Regions from separate parts of the Gasterosteus aculeatus genome. Here region 1 is linked to region 2. Evidence: chromatin contacts called from public Hi-C data. All regions are on one chromosome and are shown on one strand. The core of a region is the stretch at or near the end of the contact, and the rest is flanking DNA. Distances in the headings are between cores, read along the strand shown.

Region 1 (6,612 bases), core at 1,579-4,078, 130 kb before region 2:
AGTTTCTTTCGGCAGGCTGACACCATGATCAACACTTAACATTATCCAGGTCAGGAAAAATCTGGGACACGAATCATTCAGTCTATCTGTATCTTTGAATTTTTTTGCCTCTAAGTATAGTTTTTCAACATGTAAATATTGTCACTGTCAGCGTAGATCTGAACGTGTGACCTGGGAGATGAATCCCTCCGCTCTCCCCGCAGCACCCTGTGCACGCCACACCAATGCACTTGTTGTGTACATTAAGAAAAACACTCACATATATTCTGATTCTGATTGTTTTACATTGCTCATTGCTCTCCCTCCTCGGCCTCTGCTGAGCTTTCAGGGAGTGACGAGGTCAGGCTCATACAAATCGATGGACCTCGTTGGCGTCCCAAAGCATTGACGGCTTGTCTCATCATGATTCCTCTGCGACTGCGCTCGCTGTACCAACTGTTTCTGGCCGACACTCAGTGGCCTGTTGGAGAAGCAGTGAGCAGGTGAGACCCAGATAGACTGCTCGCTGGTACTTCATCACCCATGCCGGTTGTTGTCACAGCCACAATTGGTTCGTACGCCCCATCTGCTGCATCAGCAAAGTCGGGACTTGATTTGGTCACTTTGGAGCGCAGCTTTGCTCACTGCACTTCCCCGTTGATTCCAGCCATCATCACAAATAGTGTCTTTATGCGGCGGAGTTAACCCGGATAGCTCTCTCCCCCGGGTGCCTTTATTGTCTATTCGTCATGTTGTCCCAGTTTATCTGAAGATGAATCTGGCTGCTTCGCTGCAGATCTAACTACAGATACCTGGCCTGTGGCCTGGGGAGAGAAATTAGGAGATTACCAGATACTCAGCGGAGGTGCTTGAGTTAGTTAATACGGAGGTGAAAAATACTGCAGAATGGTCATGTATTTGTGTTTGTGCTTTTAGCACCAATGTGTCTTCACGGTAGGCTTGAATTTAATAAGACTGCCTTGATTAATAGTCATTACCATAGCGACAGTTTGCACAAACAGCCAGAGGCAACCCCAGTGAAATGTTCTTGGCCTCGTGTTCAGTCTCCAAACTGACTTGTTGGACACTCCCTCAGATTTCCTCCCCACTAATTTGCATTGCTAAGTAGATCCTTTGTGTCACCTGCAGATCTGGGCCCAGCACTGTTGCAGCCAATTTCCAGATGGCAAATCAAATTTTTGACATGTCCTCAATTTTTGACTAAAATACAGGGCTGCTTCCGCAGGCTCCATTAGCCAGGGGGATGCGCGCGCGTGCACAAAAGGAAAGTGGAAAGTGTCCAGTGGTGTGAATATTCACATCTGCACCTGCTGAATAATAGACGATTATCTTCTCAGGTGGCTCGTCATCCACCCCATTCGCATGCTCTGTCTCATTTCATGGCACTAATTTGGTCTGGAATACTCAATAAGCTTGCAAAATGCATCTTTCTTGTCTCTTGGATCTAATCCTGTCTTGCTTTTTGTCTGAGGAGGGAACATATTCTTCAATATGAGTGCTGGCTTCAGGGAGCAGGTCTGCAATATGGAGTCGACAGAGCCTCAGGTCTTGGCAGGTACTCCTTACATTTCAACAGTGGAGAGACACCTACGGGCAGATTTGGTGGCAGCGGGGCCATATATCATGTGTCAGCCCTGGGAGCCTCCACAGTAATGAGCAAGTGATAATGGTATATATCTTGAACCTGGGTCTCTAAAGGTAGCTCATCCAGAGTCATTATAGTGCCACATAAGCAGATGAGCTTTCTCAAATGAGACCATTTTTTTCACCCTGAGGACTGGAGGGTGTAACTGTTCTCAGAGTGAATAACTCATCCTCATTTGGTTCTAATGGGACTCTGTATGGAGGTGTCGTGAAACCGATAGGATTGGTGAATCCTATTTCCTTGTAAATCAAAGCTCAAGCTGTTTCCGCACATCTGTTCCTCCGGTAGAAAGTAAGATTCATTTGGAGAACAAAAAAAAAAAACATGCCCGGGATAAAAAAGCAGCACCAAATGAAGATGTATGCCTCACAGGATTACGACGGAGTGCTAGGTGACGGTGTGTTATGGGGAAGTATGTCATGATGACATCTCTCCATCACAGAAATGAGCATTATTCACTCCGTCCATTCATCCACGACCCATCCAGCTTCCATCCCACCTCCATCCGTCAAGCCATCTTAGCTTTTCTTTGCAGTGCTACAATTAAGCCGCAAAGATTGATATGCATACGAAGCCAGGAGTTTACTGCATGTTTGACAGCATGTGTTCTGAGCCTCATGTTGCCACTGTGGGGATGTGTTTGCACTGGGGGGGAGGGCTCTAATGGTTACAGCTGAGGTGTCATTTTTCATATAAATAGAGGATGGCAGGATACAGCATTCCTGCTGTTTGTGAAATTAGGCGCAGCACACATATACACGAGAACTGCACATTCTCGGGGTTGTGACTGTGATAAAGTGTCAGCTAGAAGACAGTTTCCACACAAAGTTAGATATGAATGTGTCAACATTCAATGCAATCTGTCCAAAGAGACATGCTGCACAAGCAGCTGCCGGAATCGGCAATGCAACCCCAACAGCCCGACCCCTCCGGTGACCAATTCAACCCGTCATTCATAAGTGCTGATGTAGCCGTGCTCAGAGCGGAGCCACCGAGTCCCCAGAGCTGGATATCACTGCTAACTGTCATCCAGGTACTTTGATTACTGGGCTGGGAGAAGAACGATGACTAAGGCCACTCCAAGTCCTGGTCAGACTTTATGATTCTGTCCAGGAAAATGGATCAATTCCAAGTTCCCATTTACACTGATAACATGCAGTCTATATATGTTGTTTACTGCGCATCGTAAAAATCTTGCTTGACTGACACCCCTTTAAAAAACAATCGGTGCCATAAAAATAAATTTGAAGTACATTGTTGATTTTGAGAAACTAACGTCAACAATCCCAATGAACAGACCAAATAAAACATACCATAGAGGGGAATACAAAAGTGAAAGTAGAGTATCAAGGTATGACTGTAACAATCAAAATAAAGGATTATCATGTTAACAGGGTTGAATCGTGTTACAGTGCACAGTACTAGCAGTATGGCAGAGGAGCTAAGTGTACACTCTGTACTGTACACGGTGTACATGTCTATTAAATGTCTATCTATGCTGCAAGGGTGGTTCGTCCTCTGTTGCTCTGTCGTACGTCTATCAGTTTTCTTTTTGCTTTATCTGAATTCAACCCGTAAGGGTAGAATGCGTAACATGATTGTAAAACTCTTTGCAAACCCATTTTTAAAGTGGAGCTAAAAACAACTTGACTTCTGTGCGTGTTCAGCGCTGTTGCCTCACACAAGGAGGGACATTACTTCAAAACAGGCTGGCTTGGGCTCTACAATGTGCAGGCTGCTAAGTTTTCCTCCAGATACCGCGGTTATCCTCCTATTGTTCAAATGGACACTGGTGGAGGGAGCACAATGATAACGATAATACTTTAGTATTTTAATGAAACAACATCAACGTTGCTGTTAATATTGACATACCTCACTAAATCTATCTTAAAAACAGTTTTAAAAAGGCGTAGCATTGGTTCAACATGCCATTAGCTGTTGTATATCTGTCCTGAACGTTGCAAGTTTAATGCTGAGATGGAGTCAACCATTTGGGATGAGTCTGCTTCAATTGACACAAGACAATATCATGCTCTGAATCACAGTGTAATAGGTGTATAAAGTAGCAGGAAATGGAAATACTCCCTGTGGTACTGTGGGTGTGAATGTATTTGTCCAGATGTCTCTGCCTCTGAACAGATGCATGATGGGATATTTCCACCGCCTGCATGGCTGTGGCCTGATCAGGCAAACGCACACGGTAGTAATCTTATGTTCTAAAATGATATTTTACATTTTAAAATGACAAGCAAAAAGCATTCAGGTACTTACAAAACTCTTCAGAAAACAAGCGTGAAGAACTTTTCGCCTCAGTGTGCAAGTTGCTTCGGGCAAAGACAAGTTCAAAAATGCAAATGCTCTACAGTGAACACGTGTACACAAAGAGAGACTGTCCTCTCGGCGCCACATGAATAAGATTTGAAATAGCAGCAGAGTTTTCTAGGAACACAACGGAATGTTCCATGTCCTTTTGCACTTGAGATTATACTAGCACATGTCTCTGCATATAGTTCCACTAATACCTTTAAGAACTGTGGCTTTTTTGAGAGATGATTCAGTGTTTTAACGGCTGCCGGCTTGGTGCCACATTCAAGAGATCAGCGACCGACACCACGCGAAAAAAGAATGGAAAGATTAGGGTTGGCCAGCCCTGGTATTTCAAATATCTCAATTATTTTAGCTGCACGATGCAATACACATAGAGAACACAACAGGTGTAGTTAACAGTATAATGTGCACCACGTGAGCGGCTGTGTATTTCCGTGCGGTACGTCGTGTGATTGCGCCAATGACGTCGTCTGATTGAGCTCACCCCGCATCCTATCCCCGGCTCGGCCCCGCAGTAGTGGGAGGGGAGCAGGGGGCTATCTGCGGACATGCAAAGTGACAGGACCAGCTGGGGTATGAAATCCAGTAAGACAGGCAGTTGGTCCGGCAGAGGCAGACCACGAGCCCCCACAGCGCTCAAAACACAGCAACCTGCGAGTCTTCTCGAGGAGATAAAACGCAGTCAGGATTCGGCTAAACCGTCAGCACGTCGGCGACAACGCGTGGGACTGATCATGCTCTGCGTGGCCGTTTCAAGAACGTTGGAGATCCATCAGCAGCCATCGGCCATAGTGGTCTTCTTGTTGTTGGTGATCAGCTAACTGCAGGCTAACATCTCGCTATAGGTTGACAGAATCACGATGGGCGCGAGGCAATCTCGCAGTTTCTCCAGCAAGGAGCTGAACGACGGAAGTGCCGGTCAAAGCGGGAAGGGATCCGGGAGAGACGACCAGCCCAGCCTTTCCTCGGCTGCCGAGAGAATCCGTAGAAACACCACGGTGCACTTTGGCTACAGCACCCTCAGCCTGGCCATGCGGGCCCTCGATCAAACCCCTTCTGAGCTTTGGGAGCTGCGAGAGCTGCAAAAGCTAAACTTGTCCATGAATTGCCTGTGCTCTCTGCCCCCTGCTCTGGGCGCTTTGGACAATCTGGTGATCTTGAACTTGTGGGGTAACAACCTGTCCAGCCTCCCGGCGGAGATCAGCCTCCTGAAGAAGCTGCGCGTGCTTTTCGCCTGCCGCAACCGCCTGAGCGAGGTCCCAGAGGAGCTCGGCTCCTGTACCTGCCTGGAGGTGCTCAGTCTGGCCAACAACCAGATCACGGGCCTCCCCGGCAGCCTGGCGGCCATGCGCAACCTGACCAAACTCAATCTCAGCCACAACCGCATCACACACATCCCCGCCTGCGTCTACAGCATGAAGGGCCTGGTTTTCCTCCATCTGGCTTGCAACCGTCTGGAGACCATTGCGGACCAGATCCAGGATTTGGTTAACCTGAAGATCCTCATCGTGGAGGGAAACAGTATCCACTCACTGCCTAAGACGCTGTGCTTCATGGAGTCTTTAGAACTTCTCAATGTTGACTTCAATGATCTGCAAAATGTGCCGATGGAAATGTACCTACTGAGCAGGCTCGGCAGGTTGGCCTGCCACCCAATGGATAAAGGCCTTCATATCATCCACAACCCCCTCCTCAAGCCTATCCAGGAGGTGCTGCAAGGGGGACTCAGTGCCCTCTATAACTACCTCAAGCCCACGTGAGGGACTCCTGCTGTGTGTGCATTTGTGTGTGAGTGTGTGTGTGTGTGTACATGCGTGAGTCTGCATCTAAAAGAGTCCTAATGGGATGTTGGCACCAGTCGGCACGTGGCAGTCATGCTGTGAGCCATGTCTTTCGCCCTGAAAGGCATTATCGTATTAAGATACCATCAGTCAACAAAAATGATTACCAGCACTCATTGGTACTGTGATTTCCTGTTTGTTTTTTTAATGTGTAATGTGAAAGCTGGGTTAAATTAAAAACTAATTAAAGTAACCTCTGTGTCATGTGTAAACATTTGTTAATCTACAGCAAAGGGTTCAGGACAAGTCACTTGGCTCACACAGATCTACATTTGGGGGCTGATTACCGGTCAGTTGATCTGGTTTGGCCTCTGGCAGAGAGGGAGCATGGGGGGTAAATTCGGTTGCACATCACCAGCCGCTTTGTTGAATTCAGGTCATGGGGATCCGGTGTGTAAAGTCAGTGGAAAGAATGAAGGAGGGGGGGGGGGGGGGGGCTTAAGATCTGCAAAATAATAAAACACAACACAACTGGGACTTAAAATCTGATTAATAGTTGTTCCACTCCATCAGATCAGAGCAGTGCCGTGTGGGGCGACGGCTCCTCTGAGGCTGTCGGGTGTCACACAAAGCATTTGAAGCGATGAAAAAAAAAAAAAAAACTTGATTGAAAATTGTTTCTCTAAAAGCGGGGACTACTGTGGAACAAATTATTCAATTCAATTAAAAACTTTTTTTTTTTTAAAACAATCAATGTTTTTAAAGCTCAGGTAGCTTGGACATTTTTGATTATTTCTTACACATGTGCAGGTATTGCTAATTTTGATTAGCAATTACCAAATGTACTTAAAGAAAAAA
Region 2 (6,833 bases), core at 517-3,016:
TGATCGCCATTGTTTACGACTGATTGTGTGGAAAGCTGTTTGAAAAGCTCAACGTAATGTAGTGTAGTAGTGGTTATCAGTGGTAAATGTCCAATTACTTTTATATCAACCATCTTTTAATATGTCTTCTTCTTTTAATTACCTTTCATCCGCACACAGCAGATTATGAGATTTTCTCTAAGCCTAAAAAATACTTTTTTTCATGGTTTTTAAGCAGGAGAAAGTGCGCGCGTGTTTGTCTGTTTCTCTGGAGATAAAAAAATATCAAGGCTCTTTCCTGGAATTTGTGTCTTATTTCTTTAAAAAATGGTTATTGGATCAGGAGACTGCCGTCGCTACAACACATCTGTGTCTTTTGCTCTTTTCAAAATGTATCCCGACTTTTGTCTGAAGTTCCTTCTGCACTGAATCAATTCATCAATTCTAAAAAGAAAGCGGTTCACATTCAATCAATTCCCCTTTGCTCTCCCTACTTCATCAGTCACGTCCTCCTTGTAATCCCACAGAAAACTCTTGAGCATTTTTGTATGAGGAGGTGAAATCAATGTCACTGTCTTCAGTTGGTATTATTTTGACTCCAAAACTAATGAATCCTTCTCCATTTTATGTTTTTTTTCTCTTTGTTTGCGTCCGTGTGTGTGTGTGTGTGTGTGCGTGTGTGTGTGCGTGTACATGTACGTGCCTGTTCTGTTTAGTTGTGCCCACAGTACTGGCCTGAAAACGGAGTCCACCGCCACGGACCCATCCAGGTGGAGTTTGTCTCTGCCGACCTGGAGGAGGACATCATCAGCAGAATATTTCGGATTTACAACGCAGCTCGGGTACGGTGACACCATGGCGACCACGCTCCACACACGGGAAGTCGCCGGTTTAGTCGAAAAGAAGAACAAACACGGCGTGGTTTCTAGAAATCACCTTGTTATTCTGGTTCCCACCAAACGGTTCACAAGAGGATGATGTCAGAGGATATTTTCTCTATATATTCACTTTTTAGATGCTTTCGGGCTTCCAACAATTGCTCTGATTTGAAGGGACATGAGCCAATGAGGTTGGGAACCAGTGCTCCTGTGCCCCGCCACAATAAAGCTACTTATGACCTTTGGTTGCACGTTTAATTGCCAAGCAGCTCAACCAAACAGTTTTTTTTCCATATTTTATTTCAAGCATATTTCACAAAAAAGAATCGTGACCGCTCACATTGATCCTGTTTAATTAACGTTGAGCAACCATCATCACTGCCCAGTAAGGGACCTGACCTGCAGTCACCTGCGTAAGCTCCTTACTGTTACAGTTTGCCCACAGTTGTCTGTGATCTCTCCTCATATGAGCGTGTCCCAAGGCCGCCCCCCCCGCCGTGTTAACTGGAATACAATCCAATCACACATGATCAGCAACAAGTGCTATCGATCCTCGTGTCGGAGTGTGATTCAGAGTGTCTGTAGTTCTTAAGTATCCGTCTCCAGCTGAGACCGTGCTCATCTATCAACCCGTCTATTCATCTCTTGATGTGAATCCCCTCGTCCTGCTTGTCCCCACCGAGGCTTAGCTTAGTCGCATCTTTACGGTCGGATTGCGTGGTTTCACCGCAGCGATTAACCCCACCTCCTCTCGACCTCTTAACCTGGGATAACCTGTGCATCCCCCTTCCCTTCCAGCCTCAGGACGGCTACCGGATGGTGCAGCAGTTCCAGTTCCTGGGCTGGCCCATGTACAGAGACACGCCCATGTCCAAGCGCTCCTTCCTCAAGCTGATTCGACAGGTGGACAAGTGGCAGGAAGAGTACGACGGAGGCGAGGGACGCACTGTGGTCCATTGTCTGTAAGTCGTCGCTTCACTCAGCACTGCCATTAAGAATGAAACAGCTCCACCTACTGACTGAAGAGCCTCCTTGCATCAAAAACTCCTCATCAGCTTGATTGTCAAATAGCTTCCTGTACTAAATGCAACTCACATTATATTTGTTTAATGCTTGGCTTGTTTGTGATCTCTAGGAATGGAGGCGGTCGAAGCGGGACATTCTGTGCCATCAGCATTGTGTGTGAGATGCTTCAGCATCAGCGCTCTGTGGATGTTTTCCACGCCGTCAAAACACTGAGGAACAATAAACCCAACATGGTGGACCTACTGGTGAGCAGCATTGCAGCAGCACTTTGATCTGACTCTTTTGAGTTAATTATAACCTTCCAATCCACCAGATGCTATTTCATGGGAATGGTACAGCAATTTATATTATTTCAACAAAGTTTGGGAACTTTGATAACCACGGTAAATGCTTCTACTAAATTCTGCGCATTTCCGATCGTTTCCGATCCTGTCCGTTTTGCACTAATATAATGGATCTTCACTTGTTGTTCCCCAACTTTCCAAGTACCTGCATCGAGATATTGTCCATCCAATCCATTTGCTGATCGCAGTAGATGGTTTGATTCATTTAAACTGGGTCAACACAAGAGGTTAAAGCGTTTGTGTGTCAAACACTCTAGCAGGTTGATGCGGCCATGTGCGCCTCTCTGATGTTTTGCTTTGTTTCCTCTCGTCTCGTAGGACCAGTACAAGTTTTGCTACGAAGTCGCACTGGAGTACTTGAACTCTGGGTAACTCGGCGCCGCTGAAGCCACCAGAGACTCGGACATTTTGCGACGCCACAGAAGGCCGCAGCTCACATGTGTGCATTGTGCTATGTGCGCCTGTGTGTGTGTGTCTGTGTGTGTTTTACTAACTTCGACAAGGAGCGAGGTATGCACACAACCATACACGCGGCCGCCCCTTTTTTTGAACCAGGTCTCTTCTTTTTTGGCGGGGAAAGGTAACAGAGTTGTGTGGTGTTAATTATCGCGGCCTGTGTCTGTCGGCGACAGCTGAGGAAGCCGGCTGAAGCACAAAGAGGGTCTTTTTTTTTTTTTTTTCTCCTCTGCTGTGAGTCTCCTCCTCTCTGGATCCCTCTTTCTCTCTGCCTGCATCTCTCTCTCTCTCTCTCTCTCTCAGCCGCCTGTAGTCCTTGATCCTCATTGGACTGTGAGCATTAAATATTCTCCAGTTTTGCGTGGAATGCGATGCACTGTACATAGCGTTAACGTGTTCATTTTATTATCTCTGGCTTTAGTTTTTTTGTTTGGTTTTTTTTTTGCTCAGTATTATAGGTCATTAAACGCAGGAAAGCAAAGCCTAGATGTTACTTAATGTCTTGTAAATGTCTGACTGCTAGATGATTATTGCTTGATACTGTGTGTTTGGGACAGCTGGCTCAGTCTACATCTGCTTTCCTTATTTTCTGTACAGGGATCCAAAGCTTTATTTGCTCTTTCATTTGAATTCTTGTTGTGCATATTGTACATATTTCTGTAGATTATTTATTCACAGTATGTACTTTTTTTGTGACTCGCAGTAAGTGACAATCATATGTTCTATAGGTTTGGTTTATTGACTGTATTGTGTGCTTTTCTTTCGGTCACTTCTGTGATCAATTCCACTGTAAAGAAAACAAGGTATTATATAAATGTATCTGCAATGTAAACATTGAATTGAAGTATTTTTTGCCTTGTGAGGGCAGCTGTAAAAGATGACTTTAGGGGGACATCTGATGGGGAGATGGGGAATAACACAATCACTTCCCTGCTCACAACTTTTAACGGCGCCACGGTATTGAGCTGTTTTCCTGATAATAACTTAGGATGTGCTACTACATGGACGGGGGCTTTCCTCTAATCTTGCAAATAGTTTTTAATTTAAATAATTGTTTTGAGGTATATTTGTTCTCATAGGAGGTACAGTCACAAAACAAGAACCCCCTTTTGCTGCCGTTTAGTACATGGTCAAAATACGTATTTTTATCTAAAATCATAAAATGTATGAACCTATAATAAAAAATATCTGAGATCCTTCAAAGGATTAGTGTTGAGGACAAGGACGTATCAGCAGAAAGTGAATCTAATATTTATAACTATTTTTCATGGCCGTGTAAGTACCTGAAACAAAGAATGGTTGTGTTTTAGTTTAGAACTAGCCCATCATGGTCACATCGGAAGCGGGTTCTTGTCATAGACTCCTCCATGTTTATGGAGCAAACACTGGCTCTTGATATAAAACACGTAAATACGTACCTCGTGCATTGTGAAGCTTTAAAGTGTCTTAAAAAACGCTGTTGCTAACAAGTAGTCAGTTTATAGCGCACCAATTACATTCAATCGGTGGGCTATTTACTTTCTGCAATAATCCGCCATACTGGCACAACTCTATACACAACGGCAACCACTTACAACAAATAGGTGATACACAGACGTTGAAACAGATGTTATTCTAAACCTACTTTAAAAGGTTACATCAAACTGTTGAACCGATGTCAGGTCCGGATTGTGTTGTGATTGTTTTGGTCAAATGACCATCCTCAAATAAAGGCCTTGTATTACTCCCCTGTGTACGTATTATAATGTACACTTGTAATAGCAGCCTTAAAAGCTCTCCAATAGAGCGGCTCTGCGATTGATCGTCGGGGGGTAATCATTGGTAATTTATTGCTAACACAGGCTGAGGTAAGTGCTGGTGTACTGGCATAGGTCACATTGAAAAGCTGCTCCCCGAATTACTTTTTAAACAAGACGCACACGTATTAACCTTGAAGAAATATGAAGTGCTTTTTATCTGGCACATCCGCACTATGGGAGATTGGAATCGAAGGCAACACCTTTAGATTCTAACAGATGATTAATTTAAAAAAAAGATTGATTGACACAAAGATTTTAGTCTTTCTACTGTCTGCCAGAATACTGCGTAGTTTTGTTTTTCGAGTAAAAATTGATCTGACCTCTAAAAAGGACATGCAGCACCGAAGAGGGTGGATAAGCTAAACCGGTTTCTCAAGTTTACCTTTAACTGTAAAGGAAAGCGGTCTTTTTTGTTTGAATTCTATAAATAAATTGAACCTAATTTAATGCTTAGAAAACAAAAAAAGGTGTTTCTTTGAAAATAAAATATGGTCTGTTTGCTAAAAGGCCACTGGACTGGTTTTGAATCGTTTCATGTAAAAATGGCTCAGTAGATCCAGATTTTATACTCTGTAAAACTATGAAACTGTTAGAAACACCATTTGAGAAAAAATAAATTCTACTAGATTGAAATGTGTTTGAGACCGCTCAAATCTGCTGTTTCCAGGGCCTGATAGATTTGGGTTCGTCCTCCCCCTGCTGGTGGCCCCGAGTACCTTCCCTTAACATTCGCCCAGAATAAACTGTACTAACCCATTTAAAATGATTCACTCCGTTCAAACATATGACCGTGATGATTGTCGGGTTTTACAACTGAGTAATGTTTTAAACTATACATATAATAATAGTACATGGCTTTCCCTGATGAAAAGGTCGAAAAGTCTACATCAAGGTCAAACTTAATTTTATGGGACCACCGGCCAGCAGATATGAACATCATCAAGTTTTACTGACATAAAAACTTTAAAAAATCTCGAACCGAAATCTTCAATTTATTTAAAAGAATTCAGCAAATTAACCTCAACTGTTAAACTGTTTGTAACCGATGTAACTGGCGGGTTTGCGTGTGGATCCTTGTCCATGTTGTTATTTCAGTGACATCAGTGGTGGTGATGAGGAAGCAACAGATTTATCAGGAATTTTGTAGTGCAAAGATTTAACCGAATGCGTTAATGCTGCACATTAAAACACTGCTTTAAGAACTCTCTACCATCCTTGTGTGAAGGATTGTTAACTCTTAGATATAAAAGTTCCCCGCTGTCAGCTGATCGGTGCATTGATTGCATTGATTGTAAATTCAAAACGGTAGTTTGAAAGTGCAAAGAATGAGGGGCGCTCCCTTCTGACCACGAGCTGCAGCACACTTTCAACCACCAGAGGTCAGTGTAAAAGCATTGTGTTGCCCACGAAGGACTCGGAAACACTGTTTTAATAAGGTCCTTACTTCAAATTGGGCCCGTTGTTGTGCCAACACCCGTCTCTGCAGATCTACTGTTATAATACGCAGATTACAGTCCATTTCTTTAAAAACACAGGGCTTGTTTGCCGCTTAATGCAGTCGTTTGTGGATTCAGGCAGCAGCGGCGCCTTGAGGAATCTCTGAAAGGAGGAATCTTTGGCAGGTCTTCATGGAAGCCGAGTGCCTCATCTTTTCCCCTCACACACTGTTCCAGTGGGTCAGAGCCACCGGCGCTGTGGCAGGAGGGATGGTTTCATGTTTCATTGCAGCTCTGCTGGTGAATTATTTCTCTGTTCACACAAGGAGAGCCGGGAGCTGATGGACGGAGACCGAGGAGACCGGGAGCTGCTGCAGAGGCTTGATGTTACCAGATGTTACCTGGCTGAAGATGCTCAAGAACAACATATGTCTGATGTCTGGTGAAATCCTTAGGCTTAGTTAATTCATCTGGATTTAAGGCAATAAAATTATAAATAATACATTCGTTTTTATCTCAGCTTACATTCTGAATAACTATAAATAATTTGCTGGATGCATGAGAACAGCTCATAGTATTTAATATAATCCAGACAATCGTCAGCAAAACAACCTGGGAAAAAAACAAAGTTTAAATACCATCAATGAGATACCGAGTTACAAATGAAGATTCTCAAAGGGACCTTTAACATAAATTGTCTACAAAATATGAGGGAAAAACAAATCAACACTCCTACTTTATTCGACAACCTTGGTCGTAATTTGACACGGAGGCTTAACTTTCATCCCAGACATCATATTGAACGGATCAAGTTTCACATTTTTCCAAAATGGTAGGCATTACATTTGTGCATGAATCCTTTATGAGTTGCCATTGAGAGGCCCAAGGTCGCAGGTTGCAGGCGGCGCCGCGTCT

What was found. A called contact is a pair of places that touch in the nucleus more often than the background predicts.
Region 1: a Hi-C map of skeletal muscle shows a contact between it and region 2, with 3 times the contacts expected there. The contact joins the promoter of LOC120816200 here to the enhancer-like site in region 2. A contact is called at or near these places in 3 of 6 Hi-C or Micro-C datasets (skeletal muscle and tail fin).

The regions. Positions count from the first base shown.
Region 1 is chr3:12,554,444-12,561,055 of fGasAcu3.hap1.1, reverse strand. LOC120816200 reads left to right here and starts at 2,828. Exons shown (of 1, transcript XM_040171661.2): 1 at 2,828-6,007. The coding sequence starts at 4,834. The coding sequence ends at 5,733. It overlaps rheb (Ras homolog, mTORC1 binding), which reads right to left and starts at 3,992. Exons shown (of 9, transcript XM_040170948.2): 1 at 3,917-3,992.
Region 2 is chr3:12,424,109-12,430,941 of fGasAcu3.hap1.1, reverse strand. LOC120816195 (receptor-type tyrosine-protein phosphatase mu) reads left to right here. Exons shown (of 32, transcript XM_078099378.1): 29 at 696-821; 30 at 1,656-1,819; 31 at 1,993-2,128; 32 at 2,546-3,515. The coding sequence ends at 2,599. Among protein-coding and RNA genes, the nearest start is that of LOC120816197, 16 kb to the right of the region's middle. Within about 2 kb of position 1,766, at least 2 of the 9 cell types and tissues checked have open chromatin away from gene starts, as enhancers often do.